Linked DNA regions of Mus musculus: all the other regions are linked to region 3. The links are chromatin contacts, called in public Hi-C and HiChIP or PLAC-seq maps. All regions are on one chromosome and are shown on one strand. The core of a region is the stretch at or near the end of the contact, and the rest is flanking DNA. Distances in the headings are between cores, read along the strand shown. Region 1 holds the start of Chrm4 (cholinergic receptor, muscarinic 4). Region 2 holds the start of Dgkz (diacylglycerol kinase zeta). Region 3 holds the start of Ambra1 (autophagy/beclin 1 regulator 1). Region 4 overlaps Ambra1 (autophagy/beclin 1 regulator 1).

Evidence for each region. A called contact is a pair of places that touch in the nucleus more often than the background predicts. HiChIP or PLAC-seq counts read pairs in DNA pulled down with a chosen protein or histone mark.
Region 1: a contact with region 3 is called in an H3K27ac HiChIP or PLAC-seq map of embryonic stem cells, with 4 times the contacts expected there. The contact joins the promoter of Chrm4 here to the promoter of Ambra1 in region 3. A contact is called at or near these places in 12 of 39 promoter capture datasets (the C10 cell line, the HPC-7 cell line, the SN4741 cell line and 9 more), 1 of 15 datasets of contacts at CTCF or cohesin (pro-B cells), 12 of 484 Hi-C or Micro-C datasets (the C2C12 cell line, the HL-1 cell line, bone marrow-derived macrophages and 5 more), 26 of 115 datasets of contacts at active chromatin or transcription factors (the 230-238 cell line, the HPC-7 cell line, bone marrow-derived macrophages and 16 more) and 5 of 9 other capture datasets (adipose tissue, embryonic stem cells, liver and 2 more).
Region 2: a contact with region 3 is called in an H3K27ac HiChIP or PLAC-seq map of microglia, with 10 times the contacts expected there. The contact joins the promoter of Dgkz here to the promoter of Ambra1 in region 3. A contact is called at or near these places in 2 of 39 promoter capture datasets (the C10 cell line and the HPC-7 cell line), 1 of 484 Hi-C or Micro-C datasets (Th1 cells), 15 of 115 datasets of contacts at active chromatin or transcription factors (the 230-238 cell line, the SCID.adh cell line, bone marrow-derived macrophages and 11 more) and 4 of 9 other capture datasets (adipose tissue, liver, macrophages and 1 more).
Region 4: a contact with region 3 is called in a Hi-C map of hematopoietic stem and progenitor cells, with 2.9 times the contacts expected there. The contact joins the enhancer-like site here to the promoter of Ambra1 in region 3. A contact is called at or near these places in 3 of 39 promoter capture datasets (hematopoietic stem and progenitor cells, hippocampal neurons and liver), 1 of 484 Hi-C or Micro-C datasets (hematopoietic stem and progenitor cells) and 3 of 9 other capture datasets (adipose tissue, liver and pancreatic islet).

What each region holds. Positions count from the first base shown.
Region 1 is chr2:91,917,092-91,923,600 of GRCm38.p6, forward strand. It overlaps Chrm4 (cholinergic receptor, muscarinic 4), which reads left to right and starts at 5,098. Exons shown (of 2, transcript NM_007699.2): 1 at 5,098-5,252. Ambra1 (autophagy/beclin 1 regulator 1) reads left to right here. Exons shown (of 18, transcript NM_172669.3): 18 at 236-1,758. The coding sequence ends at 732.
Region 2 is chr2:91,947,255-91,954,609 of GRCm38.p6, forward strand. Dgkz (diacylglycerol kinase zeta) reads right to left here and starts at 3,094. Exons shown (of 32, transcript NM_001166597.1): 1 at 2,967-3,094.
Region 3 is chr2:91,728,794-91,736,050 of GRCm38.p6, forward strand. Ambra1 (autophagy/beclin 1 regulator 1) reads left to right here and starts at 1,345. Exons shown (of 18, transcript NM_172669.3): 1 at 1,345-1,586.
Region 4 is chr2:91,875,289-91,882,528 of GRCm38.p6, forward strand. It overlaps Ambra1 (autophagy/beclin 1 regulator 1), which reads left to right. Exons shown (of 18, transcript NM_172669.3): 12 at 428-538. Among named protein-coding and RNA genes, the nearest start is that of Chrm4, 43 kb to the right of the region's middle. Within about 2 kb of position 1,678, at least 55 of the 459 cell types and tissues checked have an H3K27ac peak or open chromatin away from gene starts, as enhancers often do. A contact at or near this core is called in hematopoietic stem and progenitor cells and pancreatic islet, where this site is marked.

The DNA of each region.
Region 1 (6,509 bases), core at 3,848-6,347, 190 kb after region 3:
AGTAAAGCAGAGGTGTGAAGAGCAGTCCTTGGGACTCAACTCTTGTCCTGCTCTTAGGACTTCAGTTTTCACAGTGGTGAGGGTGGCCTTAATCCTGTTGTTTGTTTGTTTGTTTGTTTGTTTGTTTGTTTGTTTGTTTTACCTACAATCCCCCAGTGTCTGCTAGCTCCTGCGCCTGACTCAGAGGCTCAGATCAGCAACTAACTCCTTCTTTCTTCTGCTTTGTACCTTCCAGGCGAGGGCTCAGAATATGGTGGCAGTGGGGAAGATGCCCTCAGCAGGATCCAGAGGCTGATGGCCGAGGGTGGCATGACAGCTGTGGTACAACGGGAACAGAGCACCACCATGGCCTCCATGGGTGGCTTTGGCAACAACATCATCGTTAGCCACCGCATTCACCGCAGCTCCCAGACAGGCACAGAGTCAGGGGCTGCTCGTACCTCCTCACCCCAGCCCTCCACCTCTCGAGGACTGCCATCAGAACCTGGGCAACTGGCAGAGCGAGCGCTAAGCCCCCGGACAGCCTCCTGGGACCAGCCTAGTACCTCTGGGAGGGAACTACCCCAGCCAGCCCTGTCCTCTTCCTCCCCTGTCCCCATTCCAGTCCCCCTTGCCAGCAATGAGGGACCAACCATGCACTGCAATGTGACCAATAACAGTCACCTTCCTGAGGGTGATGGTAGCAACAGGGGGGAAGCTGCAGGCCCTAGTGGAGAGCCACAGAACCGATAGAGACAAAATGAGGCACTGGTACCTCCCTCAAGCTGCTGAGCAGAAGCAGGACCTCACAGCTGACTGGGAACTGTACACACAGAAGAGCTGATGCCTGCATCCAGGAACAGGAGGAATGAGAGGGTGGGGCATGGAGCCAGTGGATAAGGGGGCAGTCCAAGGGGCAAGGCTGGCCTGGGGTACTAGAGCCTTCCATGATCTAGAGCCCAGAAGAACCACACTGCTGAGCCTGGTGTGAATGAAGAAGCAAGTGGGTGTCTCTGCTATGAACCCCCATTTCTCCTAGGATCACTGGCCTAGGGGACTCAAACAACCCTGGGCAGAAGCCCCAGAAGAGTAAAGTCTTCCAGATTTAGACCACACCATCCTGGACAGAATGGTGGGACAGTTCTCCCCTGCCCACTACTGGAGGGACAAGCCACCAGGAGCAGAGGAGCAACACCCCCCCCCCATTGCTTCCATCTCTAAACCTTCCAGAGTTCCAGCCTCTCTCATCCTCTTAGCCCACAGAGATGGAAAAGTCAGGCACAGCTTCCATGTCAGTGACTTATGCTCACCAAATGCGGACACCTGTGGAGTGAAGGAAATAGCCTGCTTGCCTGACACAGAATGGAGTCAATACATGGTGGTGAACAGGTCCTCAGGAGTGGGGGTGTAGGCTGGCCCGCCCCCAGCATGTCCATCAAGCTCCCCCCTCCACAAGGCCCTCCATGCAGCACCTATGGGTGTCAGTATTACCTAAGCATAGGCCAAAGCCAGCCCAGGGCTGGAGGGAGGAGATTCCAGGTCAGAATGTGAGGTCTTGGTCTGTGATTTGAGGTGTTGCATGTGGAATCCTGAACTGTACGTGTAGTTTTTAGTGGCGAAATCAAGGCTCTGATCATTTTGTTTTTAGTATGAAAATGTGATTTCCTTTCTGTTTGTCACTCATCATAGAAACATTGTGGTGGGAGGAGAGGGGATAGTCTACTGCTAATGAGGGAGACACCAAAGATCTACATCATTAAAATGATGACACGCCCCTCACCAGGCTCCTGCTTATTTCTGCCGAGAGGGAAGGAGGGAAAGAGGTTTGGGACGGGGGTGTGGAGGACATCCAACTGGGGGGCCAGGTTTCCCTAGGCAGTTCAGTGGACCTAGTTAGTAATGGCATCCTCTTTGACCCATTAGCCCAAGTCAACTGGTTGAGGGCTGCTTCCTAGATGGATGCACATTGGGGCAGGAAGGCATGATGGAGAGAGTCATCCATATTGCTTCCTGCCAGGAGTGACAGCTGAGTCACCAAAATCTTGATTCTCTGTCCAGTCCTAGAGACCACTGGCAAATTCTGAGCAGCTAAGAGGAGACTGTGTGGGCTTGTCTGCAAGCACCCCTGAAGGAGCCATTACCCTGCCCTGTCCATGTGCTGCTTCACTTGTCAAGCCCGTTAAGAAAGTGGGAGGGAGCTGGGCGTGGTGGCACATGCCTTTAATCCCAGCACTTGGGAGGCAGAGGCAGGTGGATTTCTGAGTTCGAGGCCAGCCTGGTCTACAAAGTGAGCTCCAGGACAGCCAGGGCTACACAGAGAAACCCTGTCTTGGAAAAAAAAAAAAAGAAAGAAAGAAAGAAAGTGAGAGGGGCTTTAAAGAGGTGTAATAAAGAGCTGGAGAGATGGCCCAGCAGAGAACAACACTGGCTGCTCTTCCAGAGGACCCAGGTTCAATTCCCAGCACCTACATGACAGCTCACAACTGTCTTAACTCCTGTTCCAAGGGATCCAACACCTTCATACAGATAAACATTCAAAACACCAATATACATAAAAATATTTCTTTAAAGTATAGTAGAAAATCCAAGGAACTGCCAGCAGCTGGACTACCACAGGTAGGATACTGGGTGGAGGTGGGGATGGTGAGAATTACAGGTTCTGACACAACAAAGATGAAAACAAAAATGGCCAAGCAAGTAATGCAAACTGAGGTACTGTGAACTGTATCTGCAGTTCACTGTAGGGTACTGCCAGTGGATTGTGTCAGTAAACATCCACTAGCTGTGTGACTTTGGACAAGCCACTTGCCTTTTCTGTGCCTTGACCTTCCTTGCAGGAGTGTACTACGGAACTCCTTCAATTTACTTTCAGACCCATAAAATCAATCAAACCACTGCAACTCGCAGAGTACAGGCATCTTGAGACCTGCCTTCCTTTAAGGGAAAGAAGTTGAATTAAAATATTTGATGGGTGGAAGGACACCCACTGCCAAGCTTATTCTACTACAAACAGATGTATGCCTTGGTTTGACAGGAGAGACTCTGAATTTCTTGAGTGTAAACAATGTGCTAAGTGTGCTTGATCTACCCCCATCAAAACCCCTCAAGTAATGACTTCAGTTATCAGGACCACGTGACTAACAGCCAAGGTACACACAGCTGGGTCTGTCATCAACACAGAAGTCAAGGCACAGGGGAAACCGAACATGCTCTCTAGTTGATTGCAAACAGGATATAAAGAGGGTTTGTGATATAGTGGTCTAAAAGTGAGCATGCCTTAACTACCCGTTCTGATTGGTTAGTCATACCTTGTCTCCACACCAGTTCCTTAGGAAGTCCACATCCAGGGAGAGCCTCCTTAGTGGTAAGCCTTTGCAGGACCCCTTACACATTACAACCACATGGTGTCAGCAGGATAAAGACTGGTAGTCCCTTAAGAAAGCGTTCCAAGACCCAGTTAGAACAAAGAAAGCAGAGAGACTAAATTGGGTCCCCTAGTTCCAGCTCAGCTTTCCAGAGTTCACCCGTGAGCTCTGAGATGTAGGTGGGTGAGGTAAAGGCCCAGGCTTCACAGATTGCATTGGCTTTGCCCGTGGTTGGAGGCGTTTTTGTTTTCTGGACCCTCCTGTCCTTAACAAGTCTCCTCATTTGACGGCTTAACATTCTGCCCTCTCCCATACACACAACACTTTCACTCTCCCAAGAGCACCCTGCTCCTGGCCCCCAGGGAGGGGGATATGGTAAAGTGGAAGATGTCGGTAACAACTGAGCCTCTCCTCTCCTGTGAAGTGGGGGCAAGAACAATAGCACTTCCTTCATTTTTTCCTTCAGAGGATCATGGAAGACCAAAGCGCCCATGGGAGGGAAGATGGCTTCTCACACTAGCCTGCCCTCAACTTTGTCCAATGTTGACGTCCCTCTCTTCAGCATGGAGAAACCTGAACCAGGAGCCTTCTCTCACGGACTCTAGCTCAAGTCTCCACTCATTCATTCTCTGTTCCTAACTCCTCTGTCGTTACAAAGCTATCCCTACCACTACCACTGTCCCCAGGAGCCCCTACCAGCCCTTGCAGGAGAGTAGAGGAGAGCTGAGACTCAGGTGGTTTTTCCAAGAAGTCAGCCGGCTTAAAGTTAATTGGCTGTTGACACTCAAGAAGCTTTGTGGGTGACCGGTACTCAGGACCCCGGGCGCGAAGGGGTGCATTCAACCCTGGCTGGCGGGTGCTTGATCTGAGCAACTGGCCTTCGCACCAAGGACGTGTGGGGCTGTCCGAGGTGCTGAACCTGCCTACTTTGGGCCTTAGCCTAGTACTGTTGCGGGAGGTCTAGGAGACTGGACTTTCCTTCATGGCCTGTTCTGTCCCAGGTGACCTTGGGCACCTGGCTTCCCCACATAGGCAGCGATGAACTCATTCGCGGCTGGATAGGAGACTCGTGCCATCTTCAGTCTCACAGCTAATGCGCGTCCCTTCCCGGGCGTGGAGAGTGACAAGATCTTTAGCCAGGGTAGATGCTCGCCTGTCCAGTCTCACCTGCTCTTCCCCAGGCCCCGACGGCTGCAGTCTTTTGGCTGTCCAGCGGCTATCAGGCAGCGCTCTGTCCCGACAGAAGCACGTTGCTAGATCTGCCCCGCCGCACACCAGGGGCCTGTTGGGGCCAAACCCTCAAGACCAGGATTTAACCTCAGGCGGAACGACGAAGGGGCTACAAGCCGTGGAGAGGTTCGAAAACACTTCGGTGTCCAGAGTGCGTGGTTAGGGCGGAGGCGGGGCTCATAGCCAAGCTTGGCCGCCTGGTTCTTCCCCAGCCCGCGAGGGGGCGCCTAGTCCCCATGACAACGCGGACAGCCCCCACCCCACCCCCCGGAGGGCAGAGCCGGAGGCTAATCCTCCCTGGCGACTGTGGGCGGTGCCCTCGGTGCTGGAGTCCGGAGTTGCGGGCCATCTCCCGGGAAGGGTGTGAGCATCAAGGGTGCCTGACACTCCAGGTGGTGACCCCCGCGCGTCGCCGCTGGGTGACCGGCCCCGGGCGGGCGGTGCGTCCCCACCACGATTGGCTGCTTCCCTGTGACATCACGCGGCTCGGAGAAAAGTGCGAGCGTGAGCGCGAGTCGGAGCCACAGCGCCGGGAGCTGCAGGCGAAGCAGGGGCCGCCCCTTGGCACCCTGTCCCCGCCCCCGGCCCCCGGCCCAGTCGCCCACCCCACCGACTCGCAGGGCCTCTGGCTAGTTCCGCCGTCTGTCCGGCGCCAGCGGAGCAAGACAGAAGCAGCGGGTGAGTAACTCCGCGGAATCGCGGGGGCGGGGGGCTTCTATGCAAGATGAGGATGTAGGGTTCTGGGACCCCCTGAAGGTCTCCAGAGGTGGGTCGGGCTGGAACAGGGCCCCAGACCCCTTTGAAAGGCAAGCGCGGTGCGGAAGGGGCGGAGAGCTCAGAGATGGGGCACCCCTCTGGAAGAAGGACCCCAGGTCTCTAAAAGGTTTCTCTAGGTGAACCTCTAGGGATTGGTGATCATTGAGAAGGCTAGGGGAGGAATAGTCCCAGCCCACAGCCCAACCCCGAAGCAGAGCAGCCGTCGGGTCAGGACCCACACTCCCTCACTCCCTCCCGTTGGCTCTTCTTCAAGGCGCCGGAAGATGAAGCCCCAAAGCGCCCGTTTCCCGCCCGTCTCCCTGCCCTCCGTTCCCACCTTGGCCCACCGGGAGCCTCCAGTACGCTCTAGCCCGTTGGAGTCCTCTGTCCGCGACCTTGAGCCCCGACGGAAAACACCCCTGTTCTCTCCTGTTTCCCTTCCCCCTCTCCAGGAGTACCCTCTCTTTTACTCATCCGGGGAGATACATCTCCCAGCCCTCCACCCTCCCAGCTCTTAGAGGAAGTGTTAGGCACAATGATTTGGCCCAATATCCAGCACCCCTCTCTCTTCCCCTAAAGTACAGAGGCTTCTCTCCGCCTCAGGAACAGTCCTGGGGGCCATAGCTTTCCTGAAGTGATCACTTAATAATCGAAAATCTACCCCACGGGCGCCCAGAGCACCCTTTCCCGACTTGTCCCCAGCAGGGGTAGGGGCTCGAGAACCCGCGGAAGCACATTGCCCACGCCCAGAGACTACAGGAACTGCGTGCCTGGGGGTTGATGGGAGGGCGGGGCATCGGAGAACCTTGGCCCTTTCGACCAGGACCCAGACGTGATGGAGCCGGGAGATGGGCCCAAGGGTAAGCCCCGAGATTGTCTTTGAGATAGACCTGAGCCCACAGCTTGGGAACTCGGTGCCTATTTTGACTGACAGGACTAGACAGGGCCTCTCCAGGGGTTGCGGGTTGAAGAGTGAAGAACAATTTTACCCTCCTGACCCAGGCCTCGACTGGGCTCCCCGTTTGGAGGCTCTACCCCTGCCCTCAATGCGTAGGGCACATCAAACTGAGCTCGGTGACCCTCACGGCTCGACGACTATCGCAGAGGCTTCTCGACAGAAGTCAGCCCACTGCTGGGACTGCACGCTCTCCATTCTTGACGATGCAGTTAGGACCAGGT
Region 2 (7,355 bases), core at 1,844-4,343, 220 kb after region 3:
AGGAGGTGAGTTCCAGAAACATAAGAGCCGACACTGGCAAGAGGGCTGGTTTCATCCAGCTAACAGTTAATGGGTCCACTACATATACACAGAGGGGGTGGGGGAAAGATAGTTAGATAGGTGTACACACACACACACACACACACACACACACACACAGAGAGAGAGAGAGAGAGAGAAGCATGCACCAGATGAAGAAGCAAGCTAAGGCACCAAGGGTAGCACACACAAAGCCCACAGGCAGCGAGTATGGAGCAGATGGTAGACCCTGGGATGGAGGTGAGACGGGCTAGAGAAAGGCCCACACTAGTCACAGCCATCTAGTGCTACTCTGTGCCAGACCATGGGTGAGCCCTCCACCACCTCACTGATCCTACCAGAGCCTCTGAGGGAGGCACGGCCACAGCTTCATTATAAGAAAGTAGCAAGAGCACGCCCAGGTCACACAGCCAGCCAGTGTGGGCTACTTGAGTTAGGGTCCATTTTCTGTGGAACCTGCAGGCCCAGCTGCCTGCTGCCGCCAGGGCACTAGTGTGCCAGCTCTCCCCTAGGGTGTCAGCTTTCCCCACCAGTCTGCTCGGGCCACTGTGACAGCTGCCCGGCCTGGAGGAGATTAGTCACCCAGACGCATCACACCCCTGAAGCTAGCTTGTGTCACCCAGAAAACAAAAGGCCACAGTCACTGTGGGGGAGGTGGTGCTATGCTCTCTGGTCAGGGGTAAAGGCTGGGCCTTCCCTGCTGTCTCAGACCTGCATGACCAGACAAGAAGGAAGCAGCCCTTGTTAGGACACATGGCAGCTTACATGCACAACTAGAGAAGCCACACGCTGCCGGGTGCTCCGGGACAACAAGCTTCCTCAGCTGCTCAGGGTGCACAAGGCCAAGCCTGTGCCTACGGCTGTGGCCACAGGCCTCAGTTTCCCTGTTTACCTAAGAAGACTGTTACGACTAGTCGACATCTTCCGGCAAGCTCTCCTGAGGGACACTACCACCCCAAACACCACTGGGTTCCCACTGCCCCTCCCGCTGGTCCCATGTTTCCTGTTCAGCTCATCTCCATAGAAACATTGGTCTGCTGGCCAGAGATAGCCTGACTCTTCACTTCCTATCTCTGCCGATCTCTTCCTATCCTGCTTCTCCATGGCAGTTCATGCCCATTATCCCAGCACTTGGAAAGCTGAGACAGGAAGACTGCTGAATGTCTGAAGCCAACCTAGGCTAGATAATGAATTCTAGGCCAGCCTGGGCTACAACTGTTTTAAAAAGAAATGCAAAAGGAAAAACAAAACAAAACAAAACAAAACCTTGGCATGGAAGTTCACTCCCTTAGTCCCAGGACTTCAGAAGCAGAGGTAGGTGGTTCTCTGTGACTTTGAGGCTAACCTGGTTGACAAAGCAAGTTCCAAGACAGCCAGGGCTACATAGTGAGACCCCCATCTTAATTAACTAACTTAACTAAAAGGCAGGCAAACAAAAGAAGCCCTGTTTGGGTCTGGAGTTCTCCCATGGTTCCGCTTGAGTGGTCACCTCTTCTCACTCCATCCCTTATCACCTCCACACACCACACTGTCTTGGGGGAGGCCCTAGAAGGTTCTCACACTGACAGCACAGCAAAATGGCTGCCTCCTAGGCTTCCTGGGCTTGTCTGGGGCACCCAGCCATACTCAAGGAGGACAATATAAAAATGTCTCAGAGGGCCACATTAATCTCCAGCTGGCCTCTGAGAGCCTGATGAGGGCAGGGCGTATGGGAGATGGGGGGACGGCATGAGCAAGCCACATGCTTCCTCAACCACCTGCTAGGAAGGGCCGCTGGCCCCTAGCCAAACCACCTCACATTTGATGCTGGCTACTAGGAAAAACCTGGTATAGTGGTGTGACCCTGTAATCCCCAGCACTTGGGAGGCAGAGGCAGGAGGCAAGACCATCTTGAAGGATACAAGTTCAATGTCAGCCTGGGCTACATGAGACATGTTTGTAAATAAATAAGTAAGTAAGCAAGCAAGCACTTAGGAACCTAGCATGTACACTACACACCCTCAGCAGATCAACTAGCCACCCATCTACTTTTCCATGTGCAAGGTGGGTCCAACCACCACAGGCCAGCATGAGGGTCACTCTGCAAGGATGCACAGAAAGCACCTGATGCTACCTGGCAGACCTAGGACACGGTAGAACCGCAGGGCCTATGGTCGTGCCACCTCCTGAGGTTTGTTTCTGCCCACAGCGGGGGTGGGAACCCAGAAAAGGAAGCAGGAGTGCCCAGGGTGGCCACCGCTCACCACATGAGGAAGAAAGCCATACAGCCATGCCACCCGGGCGTCTGTTCCTGAGGAATGCCCTCTGCACCTGGCATGAGGCGGGTCCTCCGGGACCCCTCAGCCTCCAGAGGGACCTGCACAGGACACCAGTTGGGTCTTGCCACAGTAGCTACTTCACGCCATGGGAAGGCCTCTGCTCCATGAAGGCTGGCCTGGGTAGGGCACCTGTTCTCTACCAGTCCCAGAATGAAGGCCTGCCTGGTCGGAGGGACTGCTTGCCAGAAGCCAGCCCTGGCTGCTCGGCTCCCACAGCCCCAGGGGTCAGGGGGAAGAGAGGAAATCTGGGAAGGCAGCCAGCTCGTCTAGGCTGGCCTGGGCTGATCAGGCAGGGTGCGGACTTTACCAGGTCTCCTCACTAAAGAGATTCTGCTCCAAACACAAGGACAACATGCAGGTAAATGGGTGGGCCAGGGCTGAAGGGTAAGAGAGCTAAATGAGAGCCAAGTATTTCTTTCAGGGCCTGCCCAGGCGTGGGGGGCCCAGCAGGCCCAGCTCCTTTCCATCAGACCGAGGGGGGGCTGGCAGGGAAGCCCTTATCTGGAGATGGTGGTGCCTGGGCCTGCCCTGATCTACCCTCCCCAGATCCACCCAGTCACAGAAGGGAGCAGGAGTTAAGGAAGAGTGAGGACCCCCCCCCCTTTTGACCTGATCTGGAAGGACAAGCAGGTGGGGACTGGGGTCCCAGGCGCCTCTGCTCTTGCTCCAGTTTGCTGGGATTGCCGGCCTCTGCAGAGCAAGTCCTAGTTTGGACAGCTAGCTGCAGTGGCTCCGCTGCCCCCTCCCCCTCACCACCCTCCTCCCCCAAGCCGGAGACAACAACCGTTATGAAAATAGCCCAATTGGTAACCGACTGCACTTCCTCTCCCAGTGGTGGCTCCTGGCCCTATAGCAGGCAGGCAGCAGGCGGTGGGTGGGAGGGTGGGCGGTGCACACGCTAAGCACAGGAGCCTGGCCTCCTGGCACCTCTCTCCCACGTCGTCCCAAGCCAGGCCGAGTGACAGCCATCAATACACTCTTTCCTTCAGTAACAGGCCAGCCCACACAGTGTCTGCACAGGGGAGATGGGGTATATAGGAGGGCAGGAGTGGGCCCCCCTTTTAAGGAAAAGGAGACAATTGCTTACTGTCCTCCTATGTCCATGGGACAGGTTTTACAGGGTCTTAGCCAGCTAACCACGCTGGTTCCAGACAAAACAACCACAAAAATAATTATCTATTGAGTGTTTCACAACTTAGACAGCCTTTTCTCACCAACATTATTAGCCAAGAGGCTGGTAATTCCCCTGTGCGGGAGGCACTGTCCCTGCTGAACAGATGGTGCACCTGAGGCTCTTGGGAGCTGTGACTCCTGTCTTAGGAGTAGCTGAGCCAAGACTCCAGAGCCTGGCTCTTCTGGTCCTGTCAAGGGGGTCAGGGGCCTTGCTGAGCTGCCTGGGTTCAGGCCAGTAGAAGAATGTTTAGGAGAGATCAGCCGGTGTGACACCTGCCAACCCCTCCCAACCCCTACGCTCATGTTCCCACCCGAATCCAGAAGCACTTCCCATTTTTCAGAAATAATTTCTTTTTCTTTTTTTTTTTTTTTGGTTTTTCGAGACAGGATTTCTCTGTGTAGCCCTGGCTGTCCTGGAACTCACTCTGTAGACCAGGCTGGCCTTGAACTCAGAAATCCGCCTGCCTCTGCCTCCCAAGTGCTGGGATTAAAGGCGTGCGCCACCAGCACCCAGCCAGAAATAATAATTTCTAAAACTCCTAGAAGGATTTTGTCTGGGGAGCAGGTGATAGGCACTAAGACTTAACCAAATAGAATCTAAATTTAAGAGCATTAATCTTTCAGGAGGCAGAGGTAGGTGGATCTCTGAGTTCAAGGCTAACCTAGTCTACATAGTGAGTTCTAGGCCAGCCAGGGCTACACAGAGAAACCCTGTCTAGGGGAAAGGGAAGGGAAGGGAAGGGAAGGGAAGGGAAGGGAAGGGAAGGGAAGGGAAGGGAAGGGAAGGGAAGGGAAGGGAAGGGAAGGGAAGGCAAGGCAGAGAGGGAGGGAGAACAATATTGCATAAAACACAACAAAATCAGTAAAAAGACACTGTTTAACTTAAAAACATTATTGTTTGTCCTATGTGTGCCAGTGCCACCGACTACATGTGAAGCCTGGTGATCAAATTCAACAGTCCAACTTGGAGGCAAGTGCCTTTACCTGCTGAGCCATCATGCTGGCATAGTTTATGCTTTTGCAAACCTAATATCTGGTTTTCTAGCAGCAGCTGGTTCCTGCGAAGTAAAGTCCCTGCACAAGACACCAGGCTGCCCTGGTGGAGGAGCATGAAGGAGCGAGCCTCACTGTGTGTGAAGTCAGGGAAGGAAGGACAGTTCACCAGGTTTCCAGATAACTACGGCTATTCTATGCCATCACGAGAAAACACGACCAGTGTTCTTTCTCTGTTTTTCTTTCTTTCTTTTGAGGCAGGGTTTCTATGTATATGTAGCCCTGGCTGTCTTGGAACTCACTATGAGGCTAGCCTCAAACTATCTCAAAGATCTGCCTGCCTCTGCCTCTGCCTCTGCCTCTGCCTCTGCTGGGATTAAACTAGTGTGCACCAGGGCAGGCTGACAAGGCTTAATTCTAAGGTCAGTACAAGGTGCCAAACCCTACCAATAAACATGAAGTTCTACCTTGCAAGGTTATGATTTTCTTTCGGGGGGTATGGGGTGGGCTATTTTTAAGTAGTTCAGGCTAGTCTGGAACTCCTGAGTTCACGTGAACACCTACCTTGGCCTCTTTCAACAGCTAGGGACATAGGCTTGCCCTGTTACAGGGCTATCTTGCATTTTGTAACAACAAGTGTAAGCCAGTGTAGACCACTGTGGTACTAAGCTATACTGATTTTTCCAAAGGTTGATACATTTCCTCACAAAACATCAAAACATCATCACCTTTGGTCTCTACTGCTCTTAACAGTTTCCTGTCTGGGAAAGCTACTCTCTCCATCACAAGGGAGATACAAAGTTTCCAAAACTCTGAGTTCTGCTCAAACTCAAATTTCTTGTTGGAAACAAATATTGATACTGTTTTTGAAGTGTCAGGCTCATCTCATTCATATTTGGGAAAATGTATGCCAGACACCTGGAGTCTGAGTTTGTCTATCAGCTGCTCAGTAGGAAAGGTGCCACTGGCAGGCCTGAGGTAGTGGCCAATGTCTTTAATCCTAGCACTCAGGAGACAAAGGCTGGCGGATCTCTGGGAGTTTGAGGCTGACCCTGTCTACATAGTGAGTTCATATGTAGAAACCCCATCAAAAGAAAAGGGAAGGGGAGGGAATAAAGAAGAAGGGAGTAATCATGGAGCACACAGCTTGCCTTAGCTAAGCTTAGCACATTACAGTTGGGCTAGCAGCAAAAATAGGTAAGCTAGCCAGGCAGCGGTGGCGCACACCTTTAATCCCAGCACTTGGGAGGCAGAGGCAGGAGGATTTCTGAGTTCGAGGCCAGCCTGGTCTACAAAGTGAGCTCCAGGACAGCCAGGACTACACAGAGAAACCCTGTCTCGAAAAACCAAAAAAAAAAAAAAAAAAAAAAAAGGTAAACTCCATTTCATCTCACACACACACACACACATGCCCGTGCTCACTGCTGCTATTCTCCTGTCTTAGCCTCCTCAGTGTCCCTGTATCTCTGTGTCTGTCTGTCTCTCTCAGATGGTCTCACACAGCCCAGACTGTCCACCTTCTGAGTGCTAGGGTTGGAGCTGCCCACTACACTTGGTTTATGGAGCAGTGTGGATAAATCCCAGGCTTTGGAAATGTTAGGTGAGCATTCTACTAACTGAGCTATCTCCTCAGTCCAATCCTCTCAACTTTTTTTTTTCTCCTAAAGAAACATTAGTATATAGTAGGGGCTCTGCTCGCTGCTAATGTTCCTATCTCCGCCTCTACAGATGGCAGCACAGTGAACAGACACACATCAGAAACAATTCCTATGAAAATTGCTTTGTCCACAGCGACCTGCAGTACCAGGTCACTTAAGAGACCCATGGATTGAGAGGGAATTCTCACAGCCTGGCAGATGTAGATTCTACACTGGCACTAACTCCCTAGGTGTAACCCTACACTATAATGGAGCCACATTTCAGTGCTGTGCCTCTCCACCTGACAACCTTCTGCCCAGAACAAGGGCTTCCTCTCCCCTCCTCACTTGTTACCTAGAGTCTACCTGCTCACAGCTGCCCAGACAACCACCAACTCCAGATGACCACCCATCTGGGGCTTCAACCGCTGAAACCCTGGATACCTCTCTCTCAGATCTTCCACCAGGCAGCCAGCTCCTGGAGGCTGGGGCCTGCTGAGCATGTGTGGGTGTGGTATGTCCAGCCCAGGGCTGGCAGGAGCTATGTTTACTTCGGGGTCAGCTCAGGAGGAAGGAACAGGGAATTCCGTGGGGGAGGGGTTAGAGTCTTCAGGGATGGGAAGTGCTTCCTCCTGGGTACCCCGCCAAGGGCTGGCCACAGGCCCAGGCCACTTCTCTTTGTTTGGGCACAACAACAGCTTTTGTTTTAGTGGCCATCTTCCTCTCTGGGAGCTTGGTGAGTGGCACCTGGAGGCCCCTTCGGCTTGGGGTCATTGCATACTCCACACTCTCTGTATAAAACAGCCCTGCAGGAGGAGCTGCAAAAGCCTGGGCTACTGATCCAGGGCCCTAGCTGAGCTCCTTGACCAAGGGTCCCCAGCTTCTTCCTTCATGTCTGGGCCCACCTCAGAGTCTACTCCTGCTAGTAATGAATGGCCAACTGGTTCTTTTAGAGCTCCCCTCAGTCCGCTGCTACCCAGAATTCTTTGGGAATACTTACTTCTACATGTCTGTTCCCACTGACAACTGAGAAAGTCCTGGGCCTGACAGCCAACAGCTTTCCCTCCTATTTTCTTCCTTTGGAAAAAAAAACTTTTTTGTTTGTTTGTTTGTTTTTTTCGAGACAGGGTTTCTCTGTGTAGCCCTGGCTGTCCTGGAACTCAGAAATCCGCCTGCCTCTGCCTCCTGAGTGCTG
Region 3 (7,257 bases), core at 95-2,594:
TGGGCTTCATAGTGAGTTCCAAGCCAGCCAAGCTATAGAGTGTGAGCCTCCACTGCAGTCTCTCACACTCCCTCAGGCACACTGCAAATGTGGAACAGGAAGGCAAGCACATCAGAATTTCAAAGCCATTCTTGGATACACAGAGTTCAAGACCAGTGTGTGTGCCACACAAAATCCTGTCTCTAAAAACTATTTAGTGAACTAGCTACGAAGCTAACTAAAAGCACACTGTGGACTGTGGCTTTAGATCCTTGGAAGAAAATAAAAGAGAAGTAAGTGGTTTTTTTTTTGAGAAAGAATAGAATAGGCTGGGAGGTTGTGGTGTTCACCTTTAATCCCAGCACTCCGGAGGCAGAGGCAGGCAAATCTTTGTGAGTTGGAGGTCAGCCTGGTCTACAGAACCAGTTCCAGGACAGCCAAGGGTACACAGAGAGAAGCCTTGTCTGGCAAAACAAAACCAAAGAATAAAAATTTAAAAACAAGGTACAGGAACTTTCCCTTCCCACATTAAGGTGTGCCATTTTCTCTTGGATATTCTTCTAAAGCTGACCTGGAGCATTCATAGCGATTGTTCTTCAGCTCTGAGGGGAAACCAAGAATAAAGTGGTAAAGTCATTTGTTCAACTGGGACAAGTAGTGTGAGAAGTCTCTAAGTGTACGGCAGTCGTTGAACTATTAAGACGAGCTTTATTCTGCTATGATTTATCTTCAATCAATGTGCTCACAAAAGGCTAATTCCTTTTTCACTTAAAACAAGGTCTTTGGTGGCGCATGCCTTTAATCCCAGCACTTGGGAAACCCTGTCTCGAAAACCACACACTCAAAAAACAAAACAAAAACCAAAACCTAGCCAAACCAACCAACCAACCAAAAAAAAAAAAAAAAAAAAAAAAAAAAACAAAAAAACAACAAAAAAAAAAAACCACCAAGGTCTCATATAGTCCAGTTTGGCCTTGTGCTTAACTGACTATGACTTTGAACTCCAAATCCTCATGCCTCCTTTCCTAAAATGCAGGGACTACGGGGGGAGGGTGTGGGGGACTTTTGGGATAGCATTGGAAATGTAATTGAGGAAAATACGTAATAAAAAAAAAAAGTACCAGGAAAAAAAAAAAAAAGCAGGGATTACAAGCGTGCTCCTGTCTCAAAAATTTAGTTCTCTAAATTACTTTAACACTCTGTCACCAACAGAAAATGGCAGAATCCCAGCCTACTCTACGCTATAGTTTAATGATCTGGATTTGTTTATTTATGCCTAGGAAGGCAGCCGGATTTGCAGCAGGAGCTGAGCAATGTTTCGGCACTCGGCTGCAGTGCCTTGAACGATTGCTGGGGCGCTCTTCCTTTGATGTCTGGGCGTTCGTGTGTTCGATGATCTTTTGCGGCGTCTTCTTGGTTGATGTCTCCGGAGCGGCGGCGGCTGTGCCAGGTCCTGGACTGAGTTATCCCGGAGGCCCCGGGCTCTGGCCGCTTTCTTCCGCTGGTCGGTCGAGCGGACCCCTCGCTTTCTTCGGCCTCTCCCCGCCTTCCGTCCGTGGCTCCGTGCGCTCGCTGGCTTTCGGGCCGAGCTCTCACTCTCCTCGCAGGTAGGCCCGGGAGGAGCCTGGGAGGCCCGGTCCCGCATCCTTCCGCCCAAGGCAGGAGGAGACCTTAGCGCCGGCCGGTGGGCGAGCGCGCGGCCCGCCGGGGTGCGCGTTGTGAAGGGGGTTGCGCCCGGGGGCGCGGCCGGAGGGCGGCCCGGAACTGAGCGAGAAGCCGGAAGGAGGGAGAGATGCTGAAGCTGCCGGCCGGGTTCCGTAGAGAGGGGATGTCGGGTCCTGGACGCGTGTCGTCACCCCTAGATTGTAGGAACTTGGCTTTCTTAGACCCTATTCCCTTTCTCCTTTCCTACAACTCCGGTTCCGGATGTCATGCTCAGTTGCACTGGGGACCCCTACTGAGTTCAGCCTCGGAGTGCCCTTTTGAGTAGGTGGAGGCTATTGAAACTAGGCCCTCCAGCTCCTAGGAACGAAATATCACTTATAGTCTTTTGGGGTAGGGAAACCGAGGCTGAGGTAGGGGACGTGACTTTTCCCTGTGACCTCGACAGATCATTAAATGTGCTGTAAGGTTCTTTTTTTTTTTTTTTTTTTTTTTTTTTTGTCTTTAACAGTTCACAATTCTCCCATTTTACTGGTCACTTTTTACTTAACAGTCTCTCATTTGACTTTTTGGAACTCTTCTTTCTTAGAAACATATATTGTGTTACTGGAGGCTTCAGACATTAAGGGAGCAAGTGATGTTTTTGACTGGGTTTGCTTTTTCGAAGTTTGTATCGTTTTAGCAAAAGTAGTAAGGATAGTTTAGTTTTGTTTACTCATAAATAATTTGTTTACTTCCACTTTACTTCTGATTAATACTGATTCCACTCTTCAGCTTGTTCTGAAACTTTCTGCTATGGTGTTAAGTACTTAGTGCAAGATGGAAGATGCTTAAGATGGTTAAGACTTTGAATTCAGGTTCTTGTCTTGTGGAGGTCTTTTCTAGGAGGGAATCCAAGGAATCTCTTTTGAAACTTTTTTTTATTTGGTTAGTGATTTAGTCATTTTATTCAAGAGTTCAAAAGTCTGTGTAGAAATTATTCAAACATAATTGAAGATGAATCATTTGTGAACTTTACTGTTTCTCTCTTTTTTTTTTAAAGATTTATTTATTATATGTAAGTATACTGTAGCTGTCTTCAGGCACACCAGAAGAGGGTGTCAGATCTCATTACTGGTGGTTGTGAGCCACCATGTGGTTGCTGGGATTTGAACTCAGGACCTTTGTAAGAGCAGTCAGTGCTCTTACCCGCTGACCCATCTCGCCAGCCCTCTCTTTTCTTTTTCAAGGCCTTAAGGTCTAAGTGTTTTTGTTAATTTCATTTAATCAAATGTCTTGATCCTAAAAAAAAGTCTTGGAGGTTGTTTGATGTTGGGTAAGTTTCCACACTATATAGAAGTCATAGGAGAGTTGATTTTAAGGGTGTATAGATTGTGAAAATCAGTTTCTGCACAGTTTTAAGATGCTTCAGGCCGGGCGTGGTGGCGCACGCCTGTAATCCCAGCACTTGGGAGGCAGAGGCAGGCGGATTTCTGAGTTCAAGGCCAGCCTGGTCTACAAAGTGAGTTCCAGGACAGCCAGGGATATACAGAGAAACCCTGTCTCGAAAAAAAAAAGAAAAAAAGAAAAAAGATGCTTCAGGAACTTTAGAAAGATGATAGAATTTTACATTGTTTCTCTAATTTTTCCTTTAATGTATGTGTAAGGTCAGTGAGGTTTATTATTATTTCTCGCCTTTAGAAGTGCTGGGAATTTTGAACCCAAGGTCACACGCACGTGCTCTTCCACAGAGCTACATCCCTACCCCTGAGATCAGTAATACTTAAATGAAGGTGATTGATGGAATGATTGATTGTGTGTCTGTGTGTCTGTCTGCACATGGGCATGCCATGCATGCATATGGATGTCAGAGGACAATTTCCAGGAGTCATTTCTCTCTGGCACACGGTTCCCAAGTGAATTCAGGTCATCTGGCTTGATAGTAATCTGAGCCATTTTGTTTTTTTTTTTTTGTTTGGTTTTTGTTTTTTTTTAGACAGGGTTTCTCTGAGTAGCCCTGGCTGTCCTGGAACTCACTCTGTAGACCAGGCTGGCCTCGAACTCAGAAATCCACCTGCCTCTGCCTCCCAAGTGCTGGGATTAAAGGTGTAAGCCACCACTGCCTGGCTACTTGATTCATTTTTGTATGCTTTTTTTTGTTTGTGTGTTGCTGTTTTTGAGGCAGGATCCCTTATATTCCAGGCTAGCTTCATTGACTGTGCAGCTGAGGACGGCCTGAGCTCTTTGATCCTCCTGCCTCCACCTCAGTTACTGGATTACCAGTGTGAACCACTGCTTGACAATTACTGAAGTCAATTTGGGCTGTTTCCTGGGATTTCAGAAATGTTCACATTATGACTGAGTTATTCTGTATTTTCATAAGATGGTTCTTGTGGATAATTAAGAGATATAAGCTGCCTGGTGTTGGTGGTTCACACCTTTAATTCCTGCACTTGGGAGGCAGAGGCAGGCGGATTTCTGAGTTCGAGGCTGAGAAACCCTCTCAGAAAAAAAAAAAGAAAGAAAGAAAGAAAGAAAGAAAGAAAGAAAAAAAGAGATATAAGCTTCAAATAGCTGTGGCAGTACATACTTTAAATTCCAACACTCCAGAGAGACTGAGGCAGGAAGATTGTAAGTTCTAGGTCAGCCTGAGTTAACATCCTGAGACTTCCTCAAGAAACAACAACAGAAACCAACAACAGAGACAAGAAAGACGAAAGCTTCTGAATGTGTTCTGGAATGTGGCCTGGACCAGAGTTACTGAAATAAACTGCTTTCTTTTTTTTAACTAAAAGAGAAAATGCTTTTTCTTTTTTAATGTTTTTTTTTTTTTAAAGACTTTTCATTTATTATTATAGTAAGTACACTGTAGCTATCCTCAGACACACCAGAAGAGGGAGTCAGAGCCCGCTACAGATGGTTGTGAGCCACCATGTGGTCGCTGGGACCCGAACTCTGGACCTTTGGAAGAGCAGTCGGGTGCTCCCACCCACTGAGCCATCTCACCAGCCCCCCTTTTTTAATGTTTATTTATTTTATGTGCATTGGTGTTTTACCTGCATTTATGACTGTGTCAGTGTTAGATTCCCTGAAACTGGAGTTGCAGACAGTTGTGAGAATTGAACAACCAGGTCCTCTGGAAGAGCAGCTAGTACTCTTAACCACTCAGCCATTTCTCCAGCCCTGAAAACCTTATGTGGTTTTTTTTTTTTTTTTTTTTTTTGGTTTTTCGAGACAGTTTCTCTGTGTAGCCCTGGCTGTCCTGGAACTCACTCTGTAGATCTGTAGACCAGGCTGGCCCCAAACTCAGAAATTCACCTGCCTCTGCCTCCCAAGTGCTGGGATTAAAGGCATGCGTCACCATGCCTGGCAACCTTTTTTTTTTTTTTTTTTTTTTTTTTTTTTTTAAAGATTTATTTATTTATTTATGTGAGTACTCCATCGCTGTTTTCAGGCACACCAGAAGACGGCATCGGATCCCATTACAGATGGTTGTGAGCCACCATGTGGTTGCTGGGAATTGAACTCAGGACCTCTGGAAGAGCAGTCTCAGTGCTCTTAACCACTGAGCCATCTCTCCAGCCCCCAACCTTATGTTTTTATACTGTATAATTTGTAATATATTTTCAGTGTGTGTGAGGGAAATTATAGGCCTTTTATTCTTTTGGTGATCCTTTTTATCTTGCTTTATTGATGCTGAATCTAAATTTTTATGGACTTCATTCAGTATCATTATGAATGGATAGTTTAACTCAATTTATTTCCTCCTCATCTATCTTACTTTTAAATAAATTAGGAAAAAAGCCTTGCTGTTGAGTGCTGATGGTGTAGGCCGTTAATCTCAGCATTTGGGAGGCAGAGGCTGGCAGATCTGAGTTTGAGACCAGTCTAGTCTAAAGAGTGAGTTCCAGGACAGCTAAGGCTACACACAGAAACCCTTGCTCCAAAAACCAAAACAAAGTTAAAGTGGTGTTAACATATCAACATATCAAGGTCTTTCAAAAAAGATAGGTCTCAGTCTTTTTTTTTTTTTTTTTTAAAGATTTTATTTATTGATTATATGTAAGTACACTGTAGCTGTCTTCAGACACTCCAGAAGAGGGAGTCAGATCTTGTTACGGATGGTTGTGAGCCACCATGTGGTTGCTGGGATTTGAACTCCTGACCTTTGGAAGAGCAGTCGGGTGCTCTGACCCACTGAGCCATCTCACCAGCCCAGGTCTCAGTCTTGAAAGAGTTATTTTGGAGTGGGCTATAAATATTTTGTCCTGTGGAGTAGCATACAAAAACAAGGAAACCTGCTCAAAAGTACAACAAACTGAAGTGCCTTTAGTCATGGTAATCCTTGTTTCTTTCTCCATTCCTCATAAGCTCATGGCTGTGCGTTTCTTGTTATGGTCACTGCTTGTCCAGGAGTGTGCCCTACAACAGCCTGCCCCTATGCGTTGGGTAACTTACAGTTTTCCTGTTTTGTTGTTTTGTTTATTTTGGGGTTGTAATTTACATATATTTTTTCTTTTTTAGGCTTTCGATCACAGGTTGAGCTTCATTTTTTTCCTTTTCCTTTTTGTGATTGAGCTAGCCCAGGATGTGATTGAGCTAGCCCTGGATGTGATTGAGCTAGCCCAGGATGAGCTTCCCACAGTACACAGAGTAGTGGTGGCTCAGTGGAGGACTTCTTGCTTTTCCAGTGTGGCTGGAGAAATGCACATTTGAACTGGATGTTGCCTCCGTCCTTGGTTTAGGCATTACTCCTTCATGGAGTCCCTGTCTCAATCTGTACCAGTGAACAAATGTAAACCATGAATTTGTCTTTCTTTAAAAAATAAAATAAAAATTTAAAAAAAGTGTTCAGGTGTTACTTCTGTGCTATCCTAGAGCAGTGATCTTAGATGTCCTTCAGGTTAGTAGTCTGTCTTTCTTTCAAGGCAGCCTTGTGGAAGTCACTGAGGATAGGATAGAGATGAGCAAACACAGGCTCAGGACGAGCTACTGCGTGTAGAGCATTGGTGATTCAGTGCTGAATTTCTCGCCTTCCCAGAGTGCATATAGGAAGGCGTATGTATTTGGAACTGCTGGTGAAAGGTTTGGAGGCTGCTCACTTGGGGACCTTCCCTCCCCTTGTAGTTAGTCTTGTGTTTATACGTAAGGGTTAACTGCTCCCTTACTTGTCCTCTGTCTCTTTTGCTCTTAGAACTGATCAGCTATTTCTCTAGGTAAACTTTTGTTTTTGCATTTGAGTCTACACTATCCTTGAATTCCTGATTCTCTTATCTCTGCCTTCCTAGTACTGGAATTATAAGCATGAACGAACACACCTGGCCTCTGTAATGCTGATCAGGGCTTTGTGCTTGCTAGGCAAGATCTCTGTACGCTGAGCTACATCCCAGCCCACATCAAGCTATTTTTTGGTTGTGACTTTTCTTTCAGCCACCTTTAAGACTTTTCTATTTTCCACAAGTATAAAGCTCATTAGATATATTAGGTCAATGATACAGAAGCTGATAGGAGTGTTCCTACCCTTGTGAAGTTTATTCCAGTGGAAAGTATAGTTGGAAAGGAATCTGGCAAGGGTGGGAATTTAGGCCGAAACAGTACTCTGTGGAAAACAGATCAATAAAGAGGAGTGAGGTAGGT
Region 4 (7,240 bases), core at 428-2,927, 150 kb after region 3:
CTGCTTCTCCTAACACACCCAGAACTGCAAGGCCTGAACTGAAATTCACCTGGTCTGTGTTCATGGTAGCTTCCCCTTGTTGTCAAATTTCTTTACTAACATTTGCATGAAAACTCATCTGTGTCCCCAGATAATGTATATATTCTTAGACAGCATATATTCAGGACCTGACACATTAATAATGGGAAGGACATGTGAATGATGTTCCATTTCCACATAGAACTGTTTCTTGTGAAAGGTTGTGTCTAGTTTCTCTTTGCAGTGACTTGCCATGTGGATCTCTCAATCTTTCGTGAGTTTTAGTTGTGATTCTTCTTTTTCTCCTCTACTAACTCATGTGTTCCATTATATTCTGCAGTAGAAGCATACAGAAAAAGAATGCACTGTATGTAGTCTAATGTGGTCTTGTTGTCTTCTCTGTCATCAGGGGCAGTAATTGGAGATGGACAGTCTGCTGTGGCCAGTAACATTGCCAATACTACCTACAGGCTCCAGTGGTGGGACTTCACTAAGTTTGACCTTCCAGAAATCAGTAATGGTGAGTAGTGATGGGCAAGATGGGTTTCTGGTGAGACAGAACTTTGAAAAATACAAAGCAGCAAAGTAGCACTGGATTGTCTGTCTCTCATTAAGTTGTTGATGGTCATGCACTATTTCTGTATGCTTAGCCTCAGCTACCAGTAACACATTTCAGAAAACAGTTTAGGGGAAACGCCAGATCTCCCCCGAGGAATTTGTGGAGAGATTCATAGAGACTAAAAGACTAAAAGAGGTAGCTGACATTGAGAAAAGGCCATAGTGAGTGGAGACTTGTTGGCAAATCCAAGCCTCAACTAAGCAGATGAGTGATGTGATTAATATCTGTTTACAAATGTGTGTGACTGATAGATATGTTTCCTTTGAAAGACATCCATGGTCCCATTGTTCAGCATTGCAGATGTTTCCCCTGCCTAAGGAAGGGCTTTTGTGCATTCCTAAGAGGTGAGAATCAGCCCCAACCTGTCTGCAGCTGCTGATGGCCTCACTGTCACTGTTACATTTCTGCTGGAAGGTTCTTTCTCACAGCAAGCTACCATGAGTCTTTCTTTTGAGGTCACTTCATCCCATTCATCCTATTTCTGCTGCTGCAACGCCATGTAATTGGTTTACTTCTTTTACACAGTCCTTCAGTAATCGGAAAGTTCCTCTACATCTCACCTTTCAGATCAAAGCTCTGCAGATTTTTTTTTCTAATGTGGTTTCCTATCTGTTCTTTCCCCCTTTAACTTTGTGGGTGAAACAGAACAGATCAGAAAATTAATGATGTGTGCTAAAACGCAATACAGTGATGTTTGCTACAGATCCCAGCAGCGTTTTCTGAAGTTAATATTGCATTTACGGTAACTTAAAGTTCCTTGATAACTGTTAGTAAGCCAGCATTCAGCCCGTTTGTATTATCTTCCTGTCGTTGCAGTGCTAGTTCTTCCTTGCAGCACCTTTATTTGTCCTTCTCTTTCAGTCTTAGGGATCATCTGCTAATTTGATTAACATTCTTCTCAGTCTTCCTTTAGATTTCTAGCAAAAATGGCAAATAAATCAGGAAATTGCATTAAGCCTTGTTAAGGTATGTTTTTGGGTTCCTATCATGGTTTTGGAACATGAATTATTTTTACTTTCGGTTTCACATCTGAAGCTCTTCCCTGTTAAAGACAGCTTCTCAGGGTCTGGGGAAACGGCTCAGCAGTTAGGAGCACTTGCTAATTTTCCAGAGGACTCTAGAGTTCAGTTTCCAGCACCATGGGAAACTCACAAGTGCCTGTTAACTACTGTTCCATAGGATCCATTGCCCTTTTCTGGCCTCTGAGAGTACCCAAACATACATTCACAGAAAATGTACACATGCCAGGTGTATTGGCACATGACTTTCAGTCCCAGCATCTAGGAGGCAGAGGCAGGCAAATCTCTGAGTTCAAGGCCAGCCTGATTTACAGAGCAAGTTCCAGGACAGTTAGGGCTATACAGAGAAACCCCGACGCCCCACCCCACCCCCACCTACCCCCCCAAAAAGAAAGAAAACATACATGAATACACATATACATAAATGAAAAGTAAAACAAGTCTTTTAAATAAATCAATAATAAAGGACAGTAGCTTTGTATAGTATAGGCTAGCCTTGAACTAGTTGTCCTCCTGCCTCAGCCTCAAGTGTTAGGGCCGCAGACAAGCACACTTATGTTTTCAGTATCATGTAAAGCATTGTAAGAGTTTGGAGATACAGCTAAAAATATCTTGATTACTGAAAGATAATCATTTTATGATGTACCAGTCTTTAATATTCTTATCAGACAAGATAAATGAGAATAATTTTTAATGCTTTGTTCTTAGTGAATCCTAAGTAGCAACTACTCATTTTATTCTAAGTGCCTATAAGCCATAAATCAAGTCAAGTAATCTGTTCTTTTGATTTTTTGTTTTATTTATTATTGTGTGTAGGTATGCACATGCCACGGCACATGTGTTGAGGTCAGAGGATAGCTTTCAAGAATAAATTACCTTCTTCCACTATGAATTCTGGGGGTTGTACTCAAGTTACCATGCTTGTGAGGTAAAATGTTTTTACCCACTGAGCCATTTTGCTGACTGGTACACTAATCTGTTCTCCAATTCTTCTAAAAATCCATGGTAGAAGAGTCTGCCTTTTCCTTATTGAAAACTCAAGTTCATCTGTAGATTTGTGACTCATATCTTATTGGCCATAGTTCATCTTCAGTTATTTTTATTTTTTTACTTTATCATTGTTTAAATTAGATAATATAGTTACAACTCAAAACTTACTTAAAGGATATACAATAAGGGGCTGGAGAGATAGCTCAGCAGTTCAGAGCACTGACTGCTCTTCCAGAGGACCTGAGTTCAATTCCCAGCAACCACATGGTGGCTCACAACCATCTGTAATGGGATCTGATGCCCTCTTCTACTGTATGTCTGAAGACAGCTGCAATGTACTCATATAAATAAAAAAATAAATTTTTTTTTAAAAAAAGGATATACAATAAGAACTTTCTTAACCCTACACCCTGCTGCCTGTGACTCCTTGTAGTAGGTAACCACTATCAGTTTCAGTTCTTATCTCTTGAAAGATGAATGTGTATGTGTGTATATGCACATTGAGAGCATTGCTTTCCATCTTTTGTGTGATCTAAATGTAAATGTGTTATACAACACTCTTCTCACTTTTTTTTCTGTACAGTGTATCTCATGATCTTCCATATTTTTGTAAAGAGTATGTGTGTGAGTGTGTGTGTGAGTGTGTGTGTCTTATATGTATGCATCTATGTGTGCTCATGCAGAGGCCTGAGCAAGATGTCTGTAGACTTCCTCTATTGCTTCTCATCCTACTGCCTTGAGAGAGTCAGAAGGCACGCAGGATCTGCCTGTCGTTCGTTCCTCGGTACTGTGATTGCAGAATGCCTTTCTTCCTTTCTCCCTTTCCTCCTTTCTACCTTTCTGTGACCAGTTTATTGCTTTGGTGCTGGGAGATTTAAACTCAAGTTCTCATGCTTTCAGGACAAGCTTGTGTTTTACCCACTGAGCTGTCTCTAGTTCTTCATGTCTTGTTTAGAGATAGGGTCTTACTCCGAATCCCAGGTTAGCCGGGAGCTTGCAGCAGTCCTCTTGTCTCTGCTTCCTGGAGTGCTGAGATTATAGGCATGAGCTATCACTCTGGTGGCAGCTGCAGCTGCTGCTGCTATTGCTGCTGGTGCAGGCAGCCCCCACAGCTGCCACTCCTCCTCCTTCCCTGCCTGCACCCCTTTCTCCTCTTTTGAAAAAATAGCTACCTAGTAATTCATTATAACCAGTGTCCTCTTGAAGGACTTTGGAGTTCATAATCTTGCTATATAAACTGCTACCGATTGTCTTACACATGCATGTCAGTAGGATAGCTGCTTTGAAATACAACTTCAGGGAAGGAAAGGTGCATGTATTATTTTGGTAGATATTGCCTTATCTCCCTCTCTACACAGCTTGTTCCAACTAATAATCTCATCTATAGGCATTGTTTGTTCCTTTTTGTTTTCAAACAAATCCTCACTGTAGCCCAAGACTGGTTTTGAATTCAGAAACCTCTTGCCTCTGAATGCTTAGGATTACAAGTGTGAGCCACCGCTTGCCTTGCTCCACCCCCATACTCTTTCTGAGTGCTTGATTTTATAAACACTTGCTGAAGGAATGTCTTTCCAAACTTCAATATTTATGGATTTAATAGGGTAAAGATCACTACATGAGCATTTATGTTTCTATCTATTCCTTATGTTCCCCACATCCTTAATGGTGCTGCCTTGTCTTGGCTGGCCAAGTGCTTTATCTCTTTTTCTGCATGTTACTGCCCCCCCCCTCATAATTCTGTAGAAGTTCTTTATAAATTAAAAAATTAACTTATAAAAGGAGTTTCTTGTCATTTGTCTTTGACTTTGTTGAAGGTTATTTTTGTCATAGAACTTATTTTAAGTCAAAATTATACACCTTTCCTTTTATGGTTCCTAGGCTTTGTGTCATCATTAAGATAATTTCCTACCTTTTTTTTGGTTTTTGGTTTTTCGAGACAGGGTTTCTCTGTATAGCCCTGGCTGTCCTGGAACTCACTCTGTAGACCAGGCTGGCCTCAAACTCAGAAATCTGCCTGCCTCTGCCTCCGGAGTGCTGGGACTAAAGGCGTGTGCCACCACTGGCCAGTTCATTTCCTACTTTTATATTTTAGTTTTATACATTTAAATCTTTGATCCATTAGGAAACTTAGTTCTAGACAACCAACTGCTATCTATGCATTCAATATCAATTTAAGCTAGCTTTTTTTGTTTGGTTGGTTTTTGGCATGTGTTTGGAGTTGGGGGTGGCAGGTGGAGGAACATTAATAATGTCTCCTAGCTGTCCTGGAACTCTCTGTGTAGACCATTCTGGCCTTGAACTCACAGAGATCTGCCTACCTCTTTCTTCCAGGTGCTGGGATTAAAATGAGTAAGCCATAATGCCCAGCAGGTTCCTATTTAACTACTTTTAACTGATTTTAACTAAAATTATAGCTAAGCTATAAAATATATAGTCATAGTCTTGACCTTTACTCTTGATAGATTTAGTCAGTAAACTGGGACTCTGTTGCTGTAGGATTCGTTTTGTTTTGTTTTTCAAAGTCATCTGCCTCCTGCTAGAGGTTAGCTTTAAGTTTCAGAAGCTGTGCTCCAGCCTGGAAGTCACTGATCTTTAGTTTCATTTATGGGTTCAGCAGGCACCATGTTGCTGCTCATATGATTTTTCTGAATCAACTTTAACCCTTTTCTAGAATTAGGTTAATGATTCTTGCTACTTGCTTCTCTCACTTGAGATTAAAGGAGCTGATGAATTTACCCTGCGTTGGAAGCTTAGAATGTTGTGAATAATGCTTCACCTCATGTTGATTTTTATTTATAGGTGTGATTGCCTATATATGTGTATGTTCTATGTGTTCAGGTGCTTGCAGAGGCCAGAAGGTGGTGTTGGATTTCCTGGAGCTAGAGTTCCAAGAGGTTATAAGCTGTCTGATATATGGGTGCTGAGAATTTAATCTGTGCCTTCTAGAAGAGCAGCAAGTGTTCTTAGCCACTGAGCCATCATCTCCAGTGCCTCATGTAGAATTTTTATGCTGCTTTCATGAATAACAACCCCTCTCCCCAAAAAAGATCAATAGAGTGAGGGAAAAGCTAATTTAATTAAATTTACTCTGGGATTCTTGGTTTGTTTTGGTTTTTTGGTTTGTTTTTTTTTTTTTTGTTGTTTTGTTTTTGTTTTTTTTTTTTTAGACAGAGTCTCTGTATGCTTGTCCTGACTATTCTGGAACTCACTATGTAGACCAGGCTGGCTTTGAACTCACAGAGAGACCCATCTGCCTCCCAAGGCTGGAATTAAAGGTGTGCACCATCACACCTGGCTCCCTCTTAATTTTTGAGAGAAAACTCTTCTTTGGTGAATGAATGGCTTTGATCACTAAGATATCCTGCCAAAACAGGCCATAAGATCCAGTGGATATGGAGACTGATGCCTGTAAGGTGTGATAATAGTGCAATCCGGAGCTCTGATCTGCAGTAGCCAGAGGAACTCAGAGATGTAGCCAAGAGGAAATTGTGCTTCTGATTTAAACCCTTCTGGGTTTTCCAAATCTCTGTGTGATGGGTTTGTAAAGCACTGCAGCTGCCAATCACTCTCACGGTCTCATTTGGATGGCAATAGGCTACCTATAGAGCTTTGTGTAAGGTATAGTTTATAATTTATAGATCTGATAGGAAAGCAGAGCTATCTACTTTTCTGGACATCAGTATTTCTAGTCCCTCCTGTTTCTTGCTAAAACATTTTCACTAGGAAATAATTTCCCTTTGAAGGTACTCCTGAACCTCTTGGGGTTTTGTGTTTGCTTTTTCTTTGGCTATTTGGTTGGTTGAGGTGTTGTTGTTGTTATTTTTTGAGAGCCACTTTGTAACCCTGGCTGGCCTGGAACATCAGAGTACATCAGAATACATCAGAGTTACATCAAACTTGCTGCTGTCCTACTGCCTGTGCACTCTATCCCTCCTTAGAGCAGTGGTTACAGATATACACACTGCTGTACTTGCCTCCCCTGACACCCTTAAGTAGTTTTGGTTTTATTTTCTTTCCATACCAGAATTGAATTCAGAATCTACCACGTGTAAGATAAACATTCTCCCATTGAGTTATATATATATATATATATATCCCCAGTTCTAGCTGCCCTCTAGTTCTTTCCCATATGTGTCTCACCACTAAAGGACAGGCTCAGTTCTCAGCCGTGGTCCCAGGCTTTCAGCATTTGAGCCACCTGGGGCCTTGCTGGAGATATTTGCCCTCAGCCTCTGCCCAGCATTGTTCAGGTGTCACTGATCCAAGCTGCACAGCAGAGTGAGGTATGGAAAATCAACAGGATTTTCCAGTGCTGTGAGCTGACAGTGGCTTAAGTTGTGTTTCATTCACATCTTTTTTCCTATCTACTTACCTATTTGCTCAATCCAAAATGGGGTGAGTTGTTCTTTACCTTTAAAATGTTACTTTTCTCTACCCAAGAACTGTCCTTGTGCATATTATCTAACTAAAATTTCAACTTTGTGAGGGGAAACTGCACACATGAACTATAGTAACCACTGACCATTATAACTATTTTTGTTTCTAAACAGGAAATTATTAAGCAACAGACAGCAAGTGTAAGTTGCTAATTGGA